Regions from separate parts of the Mus musculus genome. Here regions 1, 2, 3, 4, 5 and 6 are each linked to region 7. A link is a contact called in public Hi-C, HiCAR-type, HiChIP or PLAC-seq and promoter capture Hi-C data. All regions are on one chromosome and are shown on one strand. The core of a region is the stretch at or near the end of the contact, and the rest is flanking DNA. Distances in the headings are between cores, read along the strand shown. Region 1 holds the start of Sumf1 (sulfatase modifying factor 1). Region 2 holds the start of Arl8b (ADP-ribosylation factor-like 8B). Region 3 holds the start of 0610040F04Rik (RIKEN cDNA 0610040F04 gene). Region 4 overlaps Itpr1 (inositol 1,4,5-trisphosphate receptor 1). Region 5 overlaps Itpr1 (inositol 1,4,5-trisphosphate receptor 1). Region 6 overlaps Itpr1 (inositol 1,4,5-trisphosphate receptor 1). Region 7 holds the start of Crbn (cereblon).

The links. Promoter capture Hi-C pulls out the DNA fragments that hold promoters and counts their contacts. Hi-C and Micro-C count contacts between places; a contact is called where the count stands out from the background. HiCAR-type assays count read pairs that join an accessible place to other places. HiChIP or PLAC-seq counts read pairs in DNA pulled down with a chosen protein or histone mark. Capture Hi-C pulls out chosen DNA fragments and counts their contacts.
Region 1: a promoter capture Hi-C map of adipose tissue shows a contact between it and region 7, with 3 times the contacts expected there. The contact joins the promoter of Sumf1 here to the promoter of Crbn in region 7. A contact is called at or near these places in 3 of 39 promoter capture datasets (cranial neural crest, embryonic stem cells and pre-B cells), 2 of 484 Hi-C or Micro-C datasets (CD4 T cells and olfactory sensory neurons), 3 of 115 datasets of contacts at active chromatin or transcription factors (large pre-B cells, regulatory T cell precursor and thymic regulatory T cells) and 2 of 9 other capture datasets (adipose tissue and liver).
Region 2: a contact with region 7 is called in an H3K27ac HiChIP or PLAC-seq map of thymic regulatory T cells, with 13 times the contacts expected there. The contact joins the promoter of Arl8b here to the promoter of Crbn in region 7. A contact is called at or near these places in 2 of 39 promoter capture datasets (erythroid cells and pre-B cells), 2 of 484 Hi-C or Micro-C datasets (CD4 T cells and uterus), 4 of 115 datasets of contacts at active chromatin or transcription factors (astrocytes, regulatory T cells, stem cell-derived neural progenitor cells and 1 more) and 2 of 9 other capture datasets (adipose tissue and liver).
Region 3: a promoter capture Hi-C map of pre-B cells shows a contact between it and region 7, with 6 times the contacts expected there. The contact joins the promoter of 0610040F04Rik here to the promoter of Crbn in region 7. A contact is called at or near these places in 7 of 39 promoter capture datasets (the 3T3-L1 cell line, 3T3-L1-derived adipocytes, the C10 cell line and 4 more), 3 of 484 Hi-C or Micro-C datasets (cerebellar granule neurons and regulatory T cells), 8 of 115 datasets of contacts at active chromatin or transcription factors (astrocytes, embryonic forebrain, embryonic midbrain and 5 more) and 1 of 9 other capture datasets (liver).
Region 4: a contact with region 7 is called in a promoter capture Hi-C map of hippocampal neurons, with 6 times the contacts expected there. The contact joins the enhancer-like site here to the promoter of Crbn in region 7. A contact is called at or near these places in 1 of 39 promoter capture datasets (hippocampal neurons), 3 of 115 datasets of contacts at active chromatin or transcription factors (astrocytes, extraembryonic endoderm stem cells and large pre-B cells) and 1 of 9 other capture datasets (embryonic stem cells).
Region 5: a contact with region 7 is called in a HiCAR-type map of astrocytes, with 4 times the contacts expected there. The contact joins the enhancer-like site here to the promoter of Crbn in region 7. A contact is called at or near these places in 1 of 39 promoter capture datasets (pre-B cells), 3 of 484 Hi-C or Micro-C datasets (the HPC-7 cell line, the N1E-115 cell line and cerebellar granule neurons), 2 of 115 datasets of contacts at active chromatin or transcription factors (astrocytes and large pre-B cells) and 1 of 9 other capture datasets (embryonic stem cells).
Region 6: a Hi-C map of muscle stem cells shows a contact between it and region 7, with 5 times the contacts expected there. The contact joins the enhancer-like site here to the promoter of Crbn in region 7. A contact is called at or near these places in 3 of 39 promoter capture datasets (3T3-L1-derived adipocytes, hippocampal neurons and liver) and 1 of 484 Hi-C or Micro-C datasets (muscle stem cells).

What each region holds. Positions count from the first base shown.
Region 1 is chr6:108,184,255-108,186,954 of GRCm38.p6, reverse strand. It overlaps Sumf1 (sulfatase modifying factor 1), which reads left to right and starts at 1,372. Exons shown (of 9, transcript NM_145937.3): 1 at 1,372-1,662. The coding sequence starts at 1,399.
Region 2 is chr6:108,781,647-108,784,346 of GRCm38.p6, reverse strand. Arl8b (ADP-ribosylation factor-like 8B) reads right to left here and starts at 1,288. Exons shown (of 7, transcript NM_026011.3): 1 at 970-1,288. The coding sequence starts at 1,092.
Region 3 is chr6:108,659,647-108,662,346 of GRCm38.p6, reverse strand. 0610040F04Rik (RIKEN cDNA 0610040F04 gene) reads left to right here and starts at 1,413. Exons shown (of 7, transcript NR_104577.1): 1 at 1,413-1,530. Bhlhe40 (basic helix-loop-helix family, member e40) reads right to left here and starts at 1,718. Exons shown (of 5, transcript NM_011498.4): 1 at 1,355-1,718; 2 at 1,117-1,186; 3 at 735-842. The coding sequence starts at 1,434.
Region 4 is chr6:108,248,526-108,251,225 of GRCm38.p6, reverse strand. All of the region lies in intron 4 of Itpr1 (inositol 1,4,5-trisphosphate receptor 1), which reads right to left. Among named protein-coding and RNA genes, the nearest start is that of Itpr1, 37 kb to the right of the region's middle. Within about 2 kb of position 1,420, at least 103 of the 459 cell types and tissues checked have an H3K27ac peak or open chromatin away from gene starts, as enhancers often do. A contact at or near this core is called in astrocytes, embryonic stem cells and hippocampal neurons, where this site is marked.
Region 5 is chr6:108,425,751-108,428,450 of GRCm38.p6, reverse strand. All of the region lies in intron 40 of Itpr1 (inositol 1,4,5-trisphosphate receptor 1), which reads right to left. Among named protein-coding and RNA genes, the nearest start is that of Gm35165, 46 kb to the left of the region's middle. Within about 2 kb of position 1,365, at least 154 of the 459 cell types and tissues checked have an H3K27ac peak or open chromatin away from gene starts, as enhancers often do. A contact at or near this core is called in the N1E-115 cell line, astrocytes and cerebellar granule neurons, where this site is marked.
Region 6 is chr6:108,305,102-108,307,801 of GRCm38.p6, reverse strand. All of the region lies in intron 4 of Itpr1 (inositol 1,4,5-trisphosphate receptor 1), which reads right to left. Among named protein-coding and RNA genes, the nearest start is that of Itpr1, 93 kb to the right of the region's middle. Within about 2 kb of position 1,296, at least 214 of the 459 cell types and tissues checked have an H3K27ac peak or open chromatin away from gene starts, as enhancers often do. A contact at or near this core is called in liver and muscle stem cells, where this site is marked.
Region 7 is chr6:106,798,763-106,801,462 of GRCm38.p6, reverse strand. It overlaps Crbn (cereblon), which reads left to right and starts at 1,376. Exons shown (of 11, transcript NM_175357.3): 1 at 1,376-1,472. The coding sequence starts at 1,406.

The sequences.
Region 1 (2,700 bases), core at 123-2,622, 1.4 Mb before region 7:
TATTTTTATTTTATGTGCACTGGTGTTTTGCCTGCATGTATATCAATGTGAAGGTGTTAGGTCTTGGAATTACAGTTGTGAGCTGCCTGGTGGATGGTAGGAATTGAACTCTGGTCCTCTGGAAGAGCAGTCACTCCTCTTCCATGGCTAAAACCATCTCTCTTAGCAAGTGTTGTCTTTCCAGTAAGTTACCAGGTGATGCTCTTACTGTTGCTATGGTCCAGGTTTGGCTTTGGACCCGGGACAAGGGACTGAGGTGCATATTTTACAATCAAAGCAGACCTGGCCTCCAGGTTAATCCAGCATACTTAGGTTCCTACTGGGCATACCCTGTCCCCAAGTAGGCCCCTGGCTGCCTGCTCTTCCCTATATAATCCAGACATTTGTTCCTCTCTCTCTCTCTCTACCCCTCTCTCTCTCCCTCTCTCCCCTTCCTCTCCCCTTTCACCTCCTCCTCCTCCTCTTCCTCCTCTTGAAAGAACATAGGTGGGGGTTGGAGATAGGGAGGCGCCAGGCCAGTCCGGACATTCTTGTATGTCTTCCCTATCTTTATGGCTAGTTGGTTCCTGGGATGACTTTACAGCCTTTGTTCTTTGTCTTAGGCCCAAAAAGCCCTCCTAACTAGCAAGCCGCATGAGTCATGGACCTTGAATTTTAATTTTCTTTCACTTTCTCTCTCTGCCCTGTGTGCCCTTTCTCTCTTTCTCCCCACCCCCCACCTTGGTGATGTTTCTGGCCTTGGTCCTTGGGGGCCAGTGAACTCACTCAAGAGCAGCTTCCCAATAAACCTATCTTCAATATATTCTAATTTGGCATTTATTGGTCTATTTTACCAGTGGAGAAATAACCTATCAGTCCAAACTTTGCGAAGTGTTATTTTATACAATCTCATAGTCTAGATTTACCTAACTCTACTCACTGGTCTTTTTCACTATGCTCACTTTCCTAAGTCCAATTTCTGAATTGCTTATAGAGCTCAAAATTCAGGGTTTCTGGTTAGATACCTTGGAGTTAGATTTTGGTTTTGACATGTTTGATACGTGATTTGAGCAGACCACTTAATTGTCCTGTCAACACAATGTAGCAGCATCACGAGAACTAAGTACTTAAAAAAAAAAATGAGTGTTTATGTAGTAAGGTAGTGGTGCTCAGCAAATGCTGAATAAATTCAACTAGCTTTCAACCACGAAACTAGAGAGGGGCACATTGTCTGCGGAAGGCCTTGAATATCATAGAGCTTTGTTGTGGTTTGCATGCTTTTAACATTAGCAGGCAAACTCTGGCTAACTACCTGGAAGCAGTCTCAGGCTATTATTTATTACCTATGTCAGCCAAAGCCGCTGCTTTAAGCACCACAGGTCACGTGATCTCCATGGGTCACATGACTCCGGGAACAACATGGCTGCGCCCGCGCGAGAGCCGGCTCTCCGCTGCTGCATCAGACTGGCGCGAGTCTTCTTGCTGCTGGTGTTGGCGTGCGAGGTGGCGGGAAGCGATGAGGCCGAGGCCAGGGAAGGTGCGGCGTCCCTTGCGGGCTCGTGCGGCTGCGGAACGCCCCAGAGGGCCGGGGCCCATGGCAGCTCGGCGGCGGCGCAGCGCTACTCCCGGGAGGCGAACGCCCCGGGCCTGACCTCAGGCCCGCGACCGCTCGCGCTCACCAAGGTGCGCCTTCCATTCCTGGGGCGTGTGGGTGTCGTTGGCTACGGCATGAGGCCTCGCTGGGCCAGAAGAGGGGGGATTCGGAACTCCTGGAAAGGGTCGAACCACATCCCAAGTCTCTCAGCTACAGATCTCATTTGACAGATGTCCTCCCCCCTGCCCCCCCCCCCCCCACTGGGAGATGGGCAGGGGTTTGTGGCTGTGTTTATCACTAAAACTTAAGAGAGCTTAGCTTGAAGAGTGCTGTCCATTCTTTCTTACCTCTTCTTGCCCACTTCCCCCTTCCTCCACTCCGCCCTCCTGCTGCAGAGCTCCAGGAAAAGTCTGATGGATTCGGGTTTAAGTTCTAGTTTTAGTACCTGTGGAGCCTGAGTCTCCAACACTGCCTTAAACTCACTGTGCTCGCAGACTTGTATTTATTCTGTAGTGCTTAGCACTCCGACTGCAAAGAAGTATGGAGCCGAGTGTACTTTATTGCTTTTATTTATGTCTTTGTGTAGTGCATAGGTGTGTTAGATGTTAGTATGTACGGATGAAAACAGTGAATATAGAAATGGACCTTCATTCTACTTGCTAGCTTTAGGGAATTCACCCCAGGCCCTCTGAATAACACTTTTCTTTTGTACTCCTATCCAGTCTATCCTTGTTTCCCAGGTCTCTTTTCTTTCCTCTATGTTAATTGGCACTTAAGTTCAGGAGTTGGTGAGGGGTAACATCTCCTGTGGGTCTTCCCTCCCTTTCAATATTTCCATAGATTGACTCAGTGGTAGGTAGCAGTGCGACAACTAAAGATGCTTGTCTATAAATCCCCACAGCATTTTTTGGAGGGCAGTTGCCCAGTGGCCACTTGTCTATTTTGCTTACTGCAGTGCAGTGTTGTTTTTCTGTTACCTACTTGATGATGGAAAGAGTTTTAGATCTGATTTATTCTCTATGGATTTGCCCCCCTCCTCCCATCCCAGTGCCTAACCTATTTTAGACATTCTGTAATATCTCTTGAGTGATGTTTGTTTGTTTATTTATTTATTGGTAGCTACACTA
Region 2 (2,700 bases), core at 39-2,538, 2.0 Mb before region 7:
GTGTGTAGCCAAACCAGTCGGGCAGCTCAGCTGTCTCCTGTGTGAGGATTGCAACAATCCTCTTGAAGGTCTAGGAACTGCCGCCACTTCTCATCAGAACAATTGTAAAGCTCAACCCTCTAAGTACAGCCCTAAAACTGTGCAATGACTCCTTGGCTCCAAAGACTGACATTCACGCCCATTCCTTTCCCAACCAATCAAAGACGCAAAACTCAACGACCACTCTCCCACCGAATTCACATTATATTTACTAGGCAACTTCCCTGAGCCTCCATAAGCTACGTCCCAATCCAAACAAATTCCTTCTGCAAGAGGGAAGAAAAAAAAAAATCTCTCTAAAGACCAAAGCCTGCAAACTTTATGTTGAATGCAGATCCATCTATCTACCCGTTTAACACAATCAGCTGTGGAGAAACCGAGACTCGCCTCGCCCTTGCTCCCTGTCTTAGAAAATACTGGGATCTGAATGGTCTCTCCAACAGCTTCCCCCAGTAAGCTAGGTCATCAGTTTGCTCTCCGACGCTCCATGGACAAGTGACAAAGACCAAGCGAACTGGAGGCGCCGAGGCTCCCCCTGGCATTCACAGAAGCGCCCACACGGGTTGCCTGCTTTCACAATGCGACTCCATCGTCCCAAGTGGAGACTTAGGAGAGGCGTCCCCTTCGCAGGCGTTCTGGAAAAGGCCAGGCTCACCCGTCCGGGTGAACAAGTGACAGGTTGGAATTAACCCTTCAGCCTCTACGGCCCGAAAGGCAGCAAGTGTGGCAGACTCGGATTAACCCTTTCCAGGCCGTGTTAAAGGCACAGCCCCCACCACCACCACCAAAACGCAACGTGGAATTGACCCTCCTGCTGCCGACCCTCCGGCTACAACTCCGAGGCCCACACACGCAGGATCGCCCGGCCCGGCCTTCGGGGAGGTGACAGGCGCGAGACGCCGGCCAGGCCGCCCGCAGAGGGCTGCTCACCGCGATGACATTGACGAAGGTGGTCTTGCCGGAGTACTGCAGCCCCACGAGCGTCAGTTCCATCTCCTCCTTCCAGAAGAGCGAACGGAACCAGTCCAGCAGGCGGGAGATGAGCGCCAGCATGGCGGCGGCCGGCTGCGAGCGTGGACGGGCGCGGACGACAGCGGACACTCTTTCCCACGAGCGGGTATCGGCCCCGAACCCGCCAACGGCTCTTCGGCGGGGCCCCTGGCGCGACGCGGGCAGACAGAGGCTGGCGGCAGCGACGGCCGGAGCCAGGAAGCCCAGCGGGTCATATGACTCGCCCTACCCCCCCCACGCCTGGCCCAGCGCAGGCGCGGAAGCGCACGGAAAGAGCGGCGCGGTCCCGTAGACTCCCAGCGCCCTCCGGCGACATCGCCACCTGATGGTGAATCCCACGACACACCCTTCCCTCGCCTTGGTGCCAATTCACTTGTCACATGCCTTTCCTCTTTTCTTTTCTTTCTTTCTTTTTTTTTTTCCCCCCAAATTATGGGTCTCCCAGCAAACGCATGTCAACAATTTCAGTACTTGAGAGGTGGAGGCAGGAGGATCAAGAGTTCAATAAACACAGAAGGTGGGGTTACAGAAATGACTCGGTGGTTAAAAGTGCTTGAGGCTCTTTCAGAAGACCCAAGTTCAGGACCCAGCACCCACACCTGGCAGCCCTCATCAGCCTGTAACTTCAACTCTGGGGGATCCAGATCTAGGGCTTTCTGACCTTGTACATTCTGCAAACATATGCGCATACTCCCACAACGAAACACATAAATAATAATAATCTTTAAAAAAAAACAAAGAGTTGGTCCTCGTTCACTTTTTGATTGAATTTTCCTATAATTGTTCATTGGCAATGTACCCTGAAGGAAAAAGTTAATACTCGGAGGAATTGAACACGGAATAAAAAAAAAAAAAAATCAGAATCTGGGATGGGGATGTAACCCAGTGGTAGAATGCTTGCCTGGCCTGTATGGAGCACTCTGGGTCTAACTAGGGCTCAAGGGAGGATGGGGCAGAGGCAGTGATCCGAATGTAAAGTGAATAAATAAATGAATTAATTAATAGGGAAAATTTCTTTCCCAGCATGTGAAAGACACAGGGTTTGTTTCTAACACAGCAAAACATTAGTGACAGCAAAATCCCTGCCCTCCTGCGGGTTACAGTCCAGTGTGGAGAACAGAACATATACAGCAAACAAACGAGAAAATGCCACGTGGTACTTAACACTATAAAGAAGAGGAACAGAGAAGAAGCTGGAGCCGGCCTGCTTGTCTTTAAGTCAGGTGGTCCTGAGTGGAAAGGCTTGAGGGAAGTGAGAAGGAGAAGCAGGCTGACGTTTGGTAGAAGCACATTCCAGGAAAAGACCCTGAATGGGGAAGGACAGTGAAGTGGTTTGGACTTTGAAGGATGGTGTGCCTGGGGCGAGGGGGAAATGATGGAATTATATTTTAACTGAAAATATATTTTTAAAAAGGAACTCCAGCTGGCTGCCCCAACTTCCCCAGTTGATTTCTGCTTCATATTTGTAAATCTCTAACTTAATGGATGCTTTCTTTGTTAGCTCTCTCCATCAGCTACTCTAGTCATCTCTGCTGGATGTTGTGACCTTGCAGTTTGATGGAGTGGGGCTACCAGTCTACTACTTGCTATTTATCCTTTTACTTTCACTTGCTGTACACTTAAGAAGTTCATTTAAAACCAAAAGTGTAG
Region 3 (2,700 bases), core at 164-2,663, 1.9 Mb before region 7:
AAGCTTAAAAAAAAAAAAAAGCCAGACACGTGTTGTCTATCTTTGGAGGCATTTTGGTAGTTGTTACAGTCTAGGGAGTGAGCTGACAGATATATTTCTCCAGCAGCTGCCCTGACCTTAACTTAGGGGACTCCGGGGATAACATTTATCTGCTGTGGTGTCAACCCAGGGAGGGATGTCTACTGTGTCTGGCAACCAAGTGGCTTTCCCAATGTGTTGCGTTTCTTTCTTTCTTTCTTTCCCCCCTGACACTTGTTCAGAACTTCCAGTCATGCTGGCTTTTTGTCTTCCTTTCCAAATACTTTTCCCGAAGGAAAAGCTAAAAAGCTTTTGGCTACCAGTAAAGATTATGACGAAAAAAAAAAAAGGCACACATTAAATAAAGTAGGTCCTATTGTAAATGAAAAGCGGACAAGGCTTAAGTTTTTAATTTCGTGGTTTGCTTCTTTAAGTCAGGGAGACTACAAGGTGGTGAGAGAGAGAAAAAAAAACTACCAAAAGGAAGCTGTGTTAGTGTTGAAGCCAACTTAAAGAGGCCCCAGATGGTTCTGGTTCTGCCTCTGCTTAGGAAGTTCTGGGTCTGGGGATGGGTTCCCTCCAAACCAGAAGCTTTGATCCGCCCGTCTAGCATGCAGTTCCCCGTGACGCCTGCAGGCGGCGAGAGACACCCCCACCCCACCATCCGCCCTCTGGGCAGAAGAACTGGGTTGGAGCGCAGCCAGCTTCTCACTTACAGTAAGTTTGAGATGTTCGGGTAGGAGATCCTTCAGCTGGGCAATGCACTCGTTAATCCGGTCACGTCTCTTTTTCTCAATCAGCCGGTGCGGCAGTTTGTAAGTTTCCTGCATGGAATACATGGAAGCAATGGGTGCCCGGGGAAGGGAACGAAGCTTCCTCCCTTCCTTCCCAACCGGTAGCAGGGGGGAAAAATTCTGCGAGGGCGCAGAGACGCACCCAGATTCACCTTCTCTGCCCCTTCTTTCCCAAGTCACTCATTTGTGGCAATGAGCTCATCTCATCTTGAACCCCCCAGCCAACCTTGAAACAAGCAAACTTTTCTTGGAAACTCAGCGCACACGAGGGGCTAAGGAATGAGGTTCCCAGGGATGCACCTACCTTGCTGTCTTCGCTCCGTTTTATTCCCCGCCTGGACTTGTACACTTGGTACATGTGGGCAAAATCCATCCTGCAGGGAGAGAGGTCAGAAAAAGCCGTGACTCCCGAGTGCGTACTAGCTGCAGGAGCCCTAGACGTGAAAGAAGCCCCCTATACTCTCAGAGATGCCCCAAGTTGAGAGTGTCGCGGAACACAAGGTTAGGAGTGGAGACTTGAAGGGATCACAGCACACACTTACCCTGACAGGTCTCCGTGCTCCAGCCCTGGAGCTTTGGGCAGGCAGGTAGGAGGTGGTTGCGCGCTGGGGATCCGTTCCATGATGCGGCGAGCAGGGGCCACTGTGCGCTCCTGTCTGCACTTAGTAGAGTCTGAGAAAGGGCTGCCCTGGAAGGGAGGATCCGAGGGTCTCAAGAGGTATGTTCCTATGAGCTAGCCTGAGCTTCCTTGCAATGCGCTGGGATGCCAGGAGCAGCGGCTTTGAGGTGTCGCTTCAGTTGGGGGCGTGCATGGCCGGGTGTCCCCACGGCTTCTGGCTCCCGCTCTGCACACAGACTGGCGGTGTGTGCTCGCTGCGCTGTCTGCGCCGTGCGAGCCAAGTGAATGAGAAGTGGGGCGGGCGGAGAGGCGGGAGGGAAGGGGGGGTTGCTCAGGGCGGAGCGGGCGGGGCGGGGGGGGGGGAGTTGCTGGAGGGGACGAGCCGAGGAGTAAGGAGAGGCTGCGGGCTGGGTTAAATGGGAGCGAGTGGGTGGGTAGAAGCTACGTGTTCTACCCTGTGACTCCAAGCACGTCTGGCCGCTGCCGGGGAGGGAAGGAGCGACCTGCCCGCCCTCCCCCGGCTTCATCACATGAGCCTCACGTGTTGGACAACGCTCTGGCGGCTGCGAAGTGCCCCCCCCCCCTCCAAACCTCGGGCCCCCAGGTGTCTGCGGCTGCGGCCTCCTTTCCCCGAAAGAGGGGGTGGCAGCGCAGCCAGAGTCCTGCCCAGCTGGGTGGGGGGCACGGAAGCTGGAAGGAACCGGGGAGCTGGAGGGGGGGGGGGAAGAGTTGGTAACGTGGGCGAACCTGCCCCAGGGAAATGAAGTAAGTTCCCGTCTCCTGGGAGGGAACGGGGGAGGACGGATTCCGCCCGCGTCTGACTCAAGCCGGGAGAGGAATATCCCCTTGGTCGCTCCAGCCCAGCCTTCTTCCTCCTCCCCCGCCTGGCCCGCTCCTAGGAACCGGTGCGCAGCTGAGGGAGTCGTCGGCCCCCCTTAGCCTTCTCCAGAGGCTGGGGTTTCTTTCCGTCCTGGCTTCCCAGCCCCCCCCCCCCCCCCCCCCCCAGCGCTCAGCCTCAGTGTCCAGGAATTGCCCGCCTTGGGGAGGGACCGAGGGCGGGGCGGATGTCACCCCATGGGAAGCGGGCTGGTGGCCAGGAGCTAGGGCAGCCGAGGCCGCCGCCGAGCACGCCGCGCGCACCTGACCGTGGACCGTGTGAGCCGTGCCGACCCCCTCCCCCCACCCCCACCCCGGACTCTCCCGGGAGCTCAGGTCCCAGGCGCAGCCTGCGGGTGGCCTGGCACCCGACTGGCGCGCACCCATCTCCTC
Region 4 (2,700 bases), core at 171-2,670, 1.4 Mb before region 7:
GGCAGGGCAATCTGTGGTACTTCTACATGTCCCATGTCTAGGTGAAAAGACAAAAGTAGAAGGCAGCTGTAATAAACACCACACTAGAAGGTCAGGGTTATAGTTAGCATATATCTCTAGTCTATGAACGCAGCTCTGATTGACATATTTGGGAAGGACACAAAAATGGGCAAAGTAGTTGTGTTGGGGCCAGACTGCTTGGATTTCCATTCTGGTTCTATCATTGCTAGCTGTATGACCTTAAACCAAGCACTGTACCTCTTGTATATCAGCGTCTCCATCCATAGAAGAGCAACTTCCTTCTAGAATTGTTCTAAGACTAAATAAACAGATGTATATAAAGGAAACTATAAGATTCAATAAATTGATTTAACTAATTTAAGTAAAGACTGAACAAAGTATTCACAACCACCTATTTGTGTTTACAGAAGGCAGGTTATTAACACAGGAAAACGGGACAAAACTTTATTTTGCTTTAATCCATGACCCCAAAGAACAAAGGGAAGCTTTGGGTACAATCCAATCCCAATTCTGACACAGCATCATTCTCTGTCTCCAGCACCCTAGTTATCCCAGTCCGATTTTCTCACTTGGCAAACGAGGAAGAGACAAAGTTATCATAGGCTCAAGTGATTCACCGCATGTTCATCTTCATTGATGCCCTTAAGACAGGACTATAAAAACCCTTTGCCAAAAGAAAAGTCCTTAATCAAGCACTACATTCTGCTGTCAGAAGGACCATACAATGATATGACAATTGACCCAATTACTTCTGGCTGGGATTTCAAAATCCATTTGTTCTAGAATGGAAGAAGCCACATCACATCAGCGGGATTGAATTAGAGGACACGGTAATCATATTTATTTTGCTGGGAACATTTTCAGGATAAAACAGCTGAAAATTAATCCCATTAACAAGTAAATTAACTATTAGGGTAAGTGAATGTGAAACAGACACTTGAGTTCTATTTGCCAAGGGTGACTCAAATATTCAAAAATAAATGGACTCAGAGCAGGAGAGTACTTGTGTCCATTCATTATACGAGAGGCCACAGGCACACATCTCATATCGTCAAGAAAGTGGGCAGAAACACACGGGGAGCTACTGGAAGAAGTGTGTGGGACTCCTGCAATAATCAAGCTACAGGAACCAGCCCCACTGATTGTGTAACACCCTGGAAGCATTCTAGGTTGCCCAGGGAATTGATTTAAATTACAGCTTTGTTCCCTTTCAATGGAGTCTGTTGGTGCAAGATTGAGATAAGCCAGCAAATCTGAAATGAAGATTATAAAAACCTACTAATCTTTTCATTAAATTTGAATTGACTTTGTGAATAAAGAACACGTTGCAAGAGCCTCTCCTGCAAGGCAGCTTCACACATAGGCAATATCTTCAATATGCCCCACGGCATGATTCTGACGCGTACCTTCAACAGACTGATGGGTTTTTTTTTCCCTTACCTAACAAGACAGGCAAAGAGTAAGCTCTGCATTCCTGTCATGGATTAAAATCAGAAGAACAAACAAAATTTAAGTTAGGCCCTCCCCTTTGCATGTGGGTATTTAAAACTAAATAAGATATGGGTTCATTCCTTGGATGCCTTGCCAAAAAGAAGGGGGGGGGGGGGTAGGAGAGAATGTTGCTTAGCAACAATTAAAACAATGTGCAGCAAAGGAACAGGGTTTGAAAGAAAGCTAAGCCAGCAGGCTTGTTAGAGTCACCCTGAAAGACCTTTGTGACCCAAGATCCTGGCTGTGTCTCCTTCTGGCCTCAGGGTGAAAGTCTGTCTGTTTCCTTTTTATCTAGACAGAGACAACTTGTAATCCCAGGGAAAAGGAGATCTACTTCTAGGCAGCTCCAGGCTCCTGAATACCAATGCTTTCTTGTGAAATATGAACCTGCCCATTTCCAGTCCCGGCCGGCTGCAGTGTCTAGAGCTGGAATGGATATGGGGAGATATTTCACTAAACCTGCACTTAACGAATGGGGAAACAGACACATAAAGACACGGTGGTTTCTCCAAGATAATGAAGCCGTTTGCAGTAGCCAACCAGCCTCCAGCTCTGGCCTCACATGACATCCTTTTCTCAGTGTCCTACCTAGGCCTAAACCACAAGCAAGTCTATGATCCAGTAAGTAGGTTTTGACTATTTGTATCACTGACCCTGAAATAGGCCACTCCTGGTGGAGACACCTACCAACGTTGCCAGGAAGTTTCAAGGCTAATTACAAAGTGGATGGACCAAATATAAAACACTTCAGTCCTTCCCCCATTAAGACAGCTTATTAAATCTCCAAGACCCCTCAGAGAGGGACTGACATTCTGCAAGCACTCTAGAAAAGGAGAACAAAGGTCTGGCAAAAGGAAAAAGGCCAGAGGCTTAGCCCTCAAATCCATAGCTATGCACTGGGCCTCAGTCCAACTCACAGAGGAAAGTAACGCTTCTCCCATGCTCATTGCAAGAGCTAGACTCGCAGGCTGTCGTGTCTCGGAGCCCAGGCTGAGGAACCAGAGACTTTCAGCTCACACCCAACTTGAAATGCTCAGACACTGGTTACACTGCCTTGGGCTAGACCCTTAATGGCTCCACAAACATGTCCCAATCATGTGGACATTATGCATATTCCTGAGCTAGTGTTGGGAACAGCTGAAGATTCATTGTAACAAAGGGTCCAAGGCAGCCAGCCAGCCAGCCTGC
Region 5 (2,700 bases), core at 116-2,615, 1.6 Mb before region 7:
AGAAGTAGTAGTTGTTTGTTGTTATTATTATTATTATTATTTACTTTACTTGAATGGTGATGTTCCAGTGAACATTTTAAGTAATAACATTTTAAGATCTATATATTCTAGGTCTTATTTCTCCCTCATCATACATGCTGCTGACATCTCTAATCACAGCTGGTCGGTGGATGATGAACACGTCTAGTTATGAATCTGAAAACTGAGTACTGCCCCAGACTGCTTCATCATATTGCCCCTTTGATTAAAAGTTTCCCCAGAACTCTCAAAGATGTTCAGCAAAACATAATTTCGTAGAAACAAAGATCCAAATGAGTAACAAACATTTAAGAATAACTTAAACAGTAACTCAAGTTTCTGAGCCCTCAATGTCCTTGTTGGATGAGGCCAATAATCAAGGTATTATAACTGTGATGTCAACCAAGTAACGTGATATGTGCATAGAAGATGCCTGTGGGCTTGCTTCATATAAACAAGGCACCCTATTTCTTATGGAGGGATGCACATCTGTTATCACTCTTTGAACTTCTTAAAGAAAAGATACCTATATATGTCCTAGGTTACTCCTGGTGCTTTCGAGTCAGCAACCCTCCCGACCCCGTCTCTCTCTCTCTATCCAGCCCTTTTATATGAGTCTATTATAGGACCAGCACACAGTATGGCTGTGAATAGGCTTTGCTTTCTTCTGCCCTTAACCGGAATCCCTCTCTGGCCTCTGAGCATCCACCATTTTCTCTTCAATATAATGTCCACTTATGGACCATCTTGGCAGTAGTTGGACACAAGTCAAGACATGTATGATAGGCTCATATATCAGTACATCAAAAATAATTTATCATTTCTGGTTCCCTAAATCAGCACTCCGTTGCTTCTCAATCTACTTATAACCCTGGGAAAAGGAAACAAAACAAGAGTGAATGGGCTAGCAAGTCAGGGTCCATCTTTTATCAGACTTTGAAACCTCTTCATTGAGAGAAAAGAAATCTTTAAAAAAAAAAACCCAAACCAAAGATGGAAGGTTTTTTTTTTTTCTGAATTTAAATGGACAATTTTAAATATTCACATCTACAAATACAATTCTCATTTTAACTGCATTTGCTTTTAGAAATAAGGATAAGTTAAAAATTAAATGGCTCCACCCATGAACTTTGATGCATATCTTACAGAGAGGATTCATCAGAACTCAGTAGTGTGGTCCGTTAGTTAAAAAATGCAAACTGGCATGACGCAACTACACAACTTCAGTCATTCTGGAATAATCTCAGAAACAATAACAAAGAGAGTCCAAAGATTTGAAAAGGCCCTCAGCAGACTCCGCAGTGGCTTCTGTGTGCTGACAGCAGAGCTTGCTCTGTGGTTGCCAGTGTCTAACAGTAAACAGTCCTGCTGCACTTATTGGCAATTACTGCTGAAGGTCGCACATCAGCAGTGAGCTTAAATTCCAGGAAAAAAAGAAAGGGCTTATGTAACGGCTGCCTGAGGGTTGGCAGGTTCCCAACTCAGCAGTTTGCAGCAATGTAAGAAAGTAGGACGCCTCCACCGGGTCGGACGTCATGAGCGCGCCCCCTGAAGGTGAAAACTAGCAATTCCTAAGCGGCTGTCTGCACCCCTACCCCCACTCCCACCCTTCACATCCTGAATATTACAGACATTTTTGTCTGTGGCATCACTAGCTTGTAGGGGAGAGAAGTTTAGGTCACAATAAATAAAATCAGGCTACAGCTACTCTGGGTGACAAGGATATCTGTTGTGTTGTTTTGTTTTTTTTTTTCAATACAGGAAAGCAAAGTTGCAGTTGCCTGCTGTCACCAGGGTGACAGTAATTCAGTGAGGATGTCATATTAAGTGAAGAGGAATGGGCATGTCTGTTGAACTACAGCACACACTTTTAAAACACACAACTTAGTATCAAGGACAAAAATGAGGAAACCTAGATGGCCCACCCCATCATCCACTACTGCTGCCTAAACCCCAAGTATGTTCTTAAAAGGCATGGCACTTCCTAGTTTAGAAAAGTAGGTCCTGCCTTGAGGTTCCCCACTGCATTCTTGCCTGACCTCTGAAGTGACTACTTGCCCTTCTGACATATCGAGAAAGCCCCAGATAACATTTCCCCACAATTCCATGTATTTCTATCATGCTGCATGACAGGCTGGGGTAACTTTTCCATTAATTTGTATGGTCTCTAGCAGAGTCTCCAGCACGGCAGATACTATGTTTTTGGAGGCACATTGTATCAAACCCTTAACATAGTACCTGGAACCTAACAGATGCTTCCAGTGATAGAAATCAGGATCTTTAACATCAGCTGATGTCCATTTATGGCCAGTGAGGGAGCTTTCTGTATCTTGATCTTTATCTGCGGCTCCCTCTGTATAGTTACCCCTGGCAACTGTCAGAACCATAGGATACCAATACTCTGTGGCCCTGGCCCTTCTGATAACTGACTGGCCTTTGTCATCAGTCCAAGATTTTGGGGGGATGTATAGTCCCAAGCACACAAATGTAGCAATCCATGAAGCTTCACACACACAGTGCAGGTAGTTTTTCTATCCCCACCCCACCCTCACCCCCGCATCCACCCCTAGTTTGTTTCTCCTATCTCCAGTGAACAAGATCAAGTCGGGGTAAAGATAGAGACTGCCTCTCTTGCCAAGAAGCAAACACAAACACCGACACCCTCCTGTTCCTGGTGTCAAT
Region 6 (2,700 bases), core at 47-2,546, 1.5 Mb before region 7:
CATGGAGCTCAGGGTAATTGTGGTATTGAACACGTGCAGTCTTCCCTTCTACATCTCTCTCCCTCTACCCTAGCAAGCTGCCAGATGTCACTCCTTTGCCAGACAGTGAACTGCTGGGGATTTGGGAAAAGAGGGAAGTCATTTTGGACAGGCAGAGCTGGAAGAGAGAAATGTAGGCATGCTTTAAAAAAAGAGGGGTGACCGGGGGTAGGGGGTGTGGGGGGTAGGCTTCACCAACAAGTTCTAGAAAACGAAAGTGACTTCAAAGCTTGCCCAATCCTCACCACCATGGAGAGGCAGGCCATGAAAGATGGGAGGGAAAAACCGGTCTCAGGGTAGCTAGGCAGCCGCCTCAAACCATTACCAAATTCAACTTCCCTTTTTAAAAATAAATAAAAGTTTTTTAGAGAAATGTTCCTGTCTGAGCCAGGAGCAAGGACTACTCCATTAACTCCACCCTCATCTTCAGCTCCACCTTTCATCCAGAAACATCTAACTTGCATTCAACACACTACAAACTTCCTTTTTAGGCTAAAGCACAAACTAACCATGGCCTGAAAGATAAACCACACCTTCTTGTCACTCTTGTGTTCAGTCTAATTATTTTTAAAGTGCTGCTGCTCGGCTTGCCCAGGTCGGGAGGCTAGATCCCACCAGGAAGAGGAGCAGGAAGGGGAGGGGCAGCCGCCTGAGTGGGAACCACTAAGATGACTGTTTCTTTATGACACCGGAAGCCGTACTTCAGAAGATAACTGAGGACATGGATCTGACTGAAATCAATGTCATCTATCCTGTGGTAGATAAAGCCCTCCAAGAAGCAGAGCCAGAGAGAATAACGAGGGGAAAGGCAATCTAGGCAGCAGGATCCTGGGAAATGAGAAGGACCAGCCCACTTGGGGCTCGGAAGAAAGGAAAAACAAACAAACAAACAACAGAAACCAAACAAACAAACAACAACAGAAACCAAACAAACAAAACACCGGAACACTCTGGAGTCCCTGGTTTCAAAAGGAAGTTTATTCTTAACTATACACCTATTGTTAAACATCTCATTAGCCTGAGGTCCAAACATCACCTGCCCTGGAACCAGTGAGAATCCATTAGGATCCCCATTAGAACCAGGAACCCCAAGCTTCCAGCAAGCTCTAGTTCTCCTCAGGAGATGGTGGAGGGCAATAGTGCTTGAAACAGTGAAAAGGCCCTTTCCAGGAATAACGAACTCCACAGCTGACCATATAAGGCAAATGAAAGCAAAAGGCCAGGGAGGCTCTTCCTCGGAGCAGCCGGATAAGGGACAGGGACACACACCCCAACTCGAGCCTGGACTGTCTGGATTGTGGACAGGAAGAGAAAATGCTAAGAGCTACAAAAGCGAAAACACGGAGGGAGCCAAAGGAGAAGCCGGGGTGCGCTGTTTCCAGCCGGGGAACAGGCTTGGCCTGGGAACCTTCAGACACTGTGCGCTGCTGTGCACAGACCCTGTGAAACTGTGCAAACGGGCAGAGTCTGGCACTAGAATTCAAAAGTAACTGCTTTTTTTCAAATCCCCAAGTACAGACTCATAGTCTACAGCTTCTATAGGACCTCGGTGTTACATATGAACCTACACAATCAATTTCCATCTTTCAAATAAAAACATTTACAAGGCTGATTTCATCTAAGTGTTTATTTCACTGTTTTTTTCTTTTTTCTTCCAAACTAAGTCCAAAGTTCATGTTTTAGGAACTCTCCTTATAGAAGAAACAACTCGGTTCTTTAAACTATATTTTCCTCCTCCCTTATGCCAAGAGTCCTTTATATGCTGAGAAAATTTACAATAAATAGCAGAGGGGATGATTGCTATTGTTATAATAAAGGTTGGCTGTGGGGGAGGAAAACAAAACTCTCTAATACAGGGTTCAAGCTTAGATTCTGCCACTGTCTCCTGTGGGTTTTTAGAAATGTCACCAAGCCAGAGTGTGGGCATATGACAAGAGAAGACAGAAGCACCCAGACAGATGGGAAGAGAGCACATTCCATAGATTTTTCCAGAAAAACCTAGCCCTGCTTTTCCTCTCCTTGAGCCATGTAGATTTCTAAAAGCAAAGCGGCTCACTGGAAACTGTAACAAACCATTAACAAACCATCAGTCGGGAAGAGAGGTTTGTAAAGGGTTAAGTGCTCAGAAAACAGTCTGTCACCTAGTTAACAGTGTCTGCCTTCCAGGACCAGAGTCCGGCCTATCCACTTCCTTTCTGTGCAATGCCCTCTCTCACTCATTCTCCGGCATTAGTTATGTTTCGGGAGTCTGGAAAGAATCTTGCCAACCTCAGCAGTGTAGGAAGATGCTCAAGGCTATCTGCATCTTGACCCTGACCGAAGGCAGAAGCAGCAAGATATACAGGCTGGTGGGAGAGGAGAAAGTGGCCATCTATCTCCTAAATAGACTCAAAACTGGGTCAGCTGGCTCACCCTGGACACACTGAGGGAGGTAGGAGGTGTCTCACTCTCAGCGGAAACCCAGCCCTCAGGCTGTAAACTACCCAGCTACTTCTCTGGCGCGTTCCAACGTTGCTACATCAGAAAGCTCATTACGGGGATGGAAGGGGTACTTGACAAAAGCAAAGAGGTGTCCAATCTCTAGGTTCGGAGATTGATATCTAAGGTTAGTTGTGTGACTGCATGGAGCACACTTGATCTGACTTGACAGCTCAGTATTTG
Region 7 (2,700 bases), core at 127-2,626:
AATATTGTATATGCTATTAAAGGGAATACATCTGGGACATTTGCGTTCTGGTTTTAACATTGGGTAAACTGAGTCCTGGGGATATAAAAGTGACTTGGCCAAGGCCAGAGTGACTCAGGGACAGAAGGCTGAGTGATATGGAATTGATAGTGTTAGGCTGAACCCCTGCTCTTCCCCTGTACAAGCTGGGAAACCCAGTCTACTCTCCTTCCCTGATCCCCAACCGCGGAGTGAAAACTCCACCTCTGTCTTGGAGAAAACTCCGGGCTAACATGTCAGCATTTCCTGGAACCCACCCAAGAGTGGCTGCCAGGGGATCAGTTTTTAACCAGGTATGGGCAACAACCCCATCTCCTAACCAACAAGTAATCACTCCTCACCAAAACTCTATAAAGTCACGTTGCTTAAACCTGGGTGTTTGACTTCACTGACCTCCACCTGTGAGACCAGCGAACTCCCCTTAGAGCTGCCTCCTGATAACTATGCCTTTACCTACTTTTAATCTGGTCTAATCTGGCCTATGTGTTGGTCACCATAGGAAACGCCTATCGGATCCAGTTACCATTCCAACGTGTTTTTGGGTTGTGAATTTTTTTTTAATGCAGCATTTTTTTCTTGGGGTAAAAATGTCTTCAAACCTCAGATTCATTAGTTTACTTTTTTTTCCTTCCTCTTATTCTCTGCCTACTACCACTACTTCCTTCTTTAGATATCGTTTGTCATTCCATTATTTTCTTTTCTTCAGTGAAAACGTGTTAGAAATATATTGTATACACTCTTAAAATTGGAAAAAAAAAATCCATCCACAACTCCAGTGCTAGACAATTCTCTTTCTTTTAGCATGTTGTAATTGTTTTTTACCATACATTGATCCATTTTTCTCTTAGTGAAGCCATTATGACTAGGCTAGTTTATATACTGACAGTTTTATTTTCCAGGTGATTATCAGCCTTTTTTGTCCTTGCAAATCTTTGCTTCATACTGATACATGTTAATTTGGGGCTATATCCGAGGGCTACTGAAATCGTTTTAAAAATCTGCTATATTCCAACGGCCCCTGGAACAGTCCATACTTCCAGACAAAAGAGGATGCTGTATAAGGACGTGTTTGCTCCAAGTGGACACTAAAAACACAGACTTGGGTTTCCCACCTGTCAAAACGTCTTTGTGGCTGAGAAGGGAGCTGTGTAACTTGTGTGGGGTCAGTGGGTCATGGATAACTTTGGGTTTCTTGTCCTCCTTAAAGATGGTCCTCTTCATTTGGCTCCGCTGTGCCGCTCTCGGCTCGCCTCGTTGGAGCCGCCAGGGGGCGCTGTGGCCCGGGAGCGTGGCGGCGGCGTATCGCAGACCCTCCCCCTGCGTGCCGGCACCGCCCTTTCCCAGGCTCCTTTGCGGGTAAACAGACATGGCCGGCGAGGGAGATCAGCAGGACGCTGCGCACAACATGGGAAACCACCTGCCGCTTCTGCCTGGTAACCTCCGGGACGGGCGCCTGGCCGTGGGTGGAGACCGAGGACCGGGGCCGATCCCGCAGGGAGGACGGGGACAGCTACTCGGGCGCAGCGGCCGGTGGGAAGCCTCCCGTGTGAGCCTCGCCCTCCGCAGCTCTGCGCTTTCCTCCCGGCCTGTCTCCTGGGCTGTCGGGGATGTTGGGGCCACGGACTTTGGTTTCCCAGAGCAGGGACCCCCATTCCTTTCCATCTTTCTCCCAAGCCGGCCTCCCTGAAAATTTTGTGGGAGTAGGCGAAGTTGAGAACCGGGTGACATTAGCAGCCGTTACTTTTCCTGCTCATCTGCTTTCTCATAAGACTGACAGCTAACATGCAGTAGGCATTTGCACGTCGTGGGCCCCGCAGTGAATGCTTTGCGTGCATTTCTGCTTTTATTATTACACCTGTCATCTGTCCAGAGCCTTGCTTATGGAGGAGAAACTTATCGACGGGTTGTTAAATGTATACCATCCAGTGACGTGGAAGGTCACACAGTTGCAGATAGGGCTGCGCGGTGTACTGATCTGCCACCACAGCTGGTATCTCTTAGCTATCTCTCTGTGGAGGTAGTTATTTAGCGGTTTTTCTCAGGTCTGCAAATAATATGCCTACTTTTAGGGTACTCAGGAGAACGGTATTACCGATTTCTCCTGCTTACTTTATGCCTTTATGGTTTATGACAACTTATGTTGCAGTATTGAATGCTGAAAGTGGATGAACTAGTGGTACGGACTGTTCTTAGAATGCTGTAGAAACACAGACTATTGCCAGAGCCTTTTGGTTGTAGTTAAAAGCCATGCAGTCTGTTAACCTTGTTTGTAGGAAAAACATCAGTCGGCTACTTTTAGGAGGGTCACAGTTAGGATAAGGCTATTGAGAATAATTACAATCACAGGTGCAGTTCATTTAGAGCCATATAAGCAACTGCTGCTGGGTGTACTGGGTTTGTGTTTTTTGCTGGATTGGATACCAGGCACTCCCAAATCCTCTGAGCTATGTCTCCAACTCCTGCTGTGATTTTCATGGGTAGGGATTATTGTGGGATTTGAAAATCTTGTGATGGAGATTCACTTAGGGTTCATTTGTGGACTAGGTTAGTCCTACATTGTTGAAACCGTGCATCCTTAGTCATTTCAGTTAGGAACTTTTTTGTGTGGGGTGTGAAGAAATAATTTCAGGTTTCAGTTTGTTGCCTCAGAAGGTGTGCTTC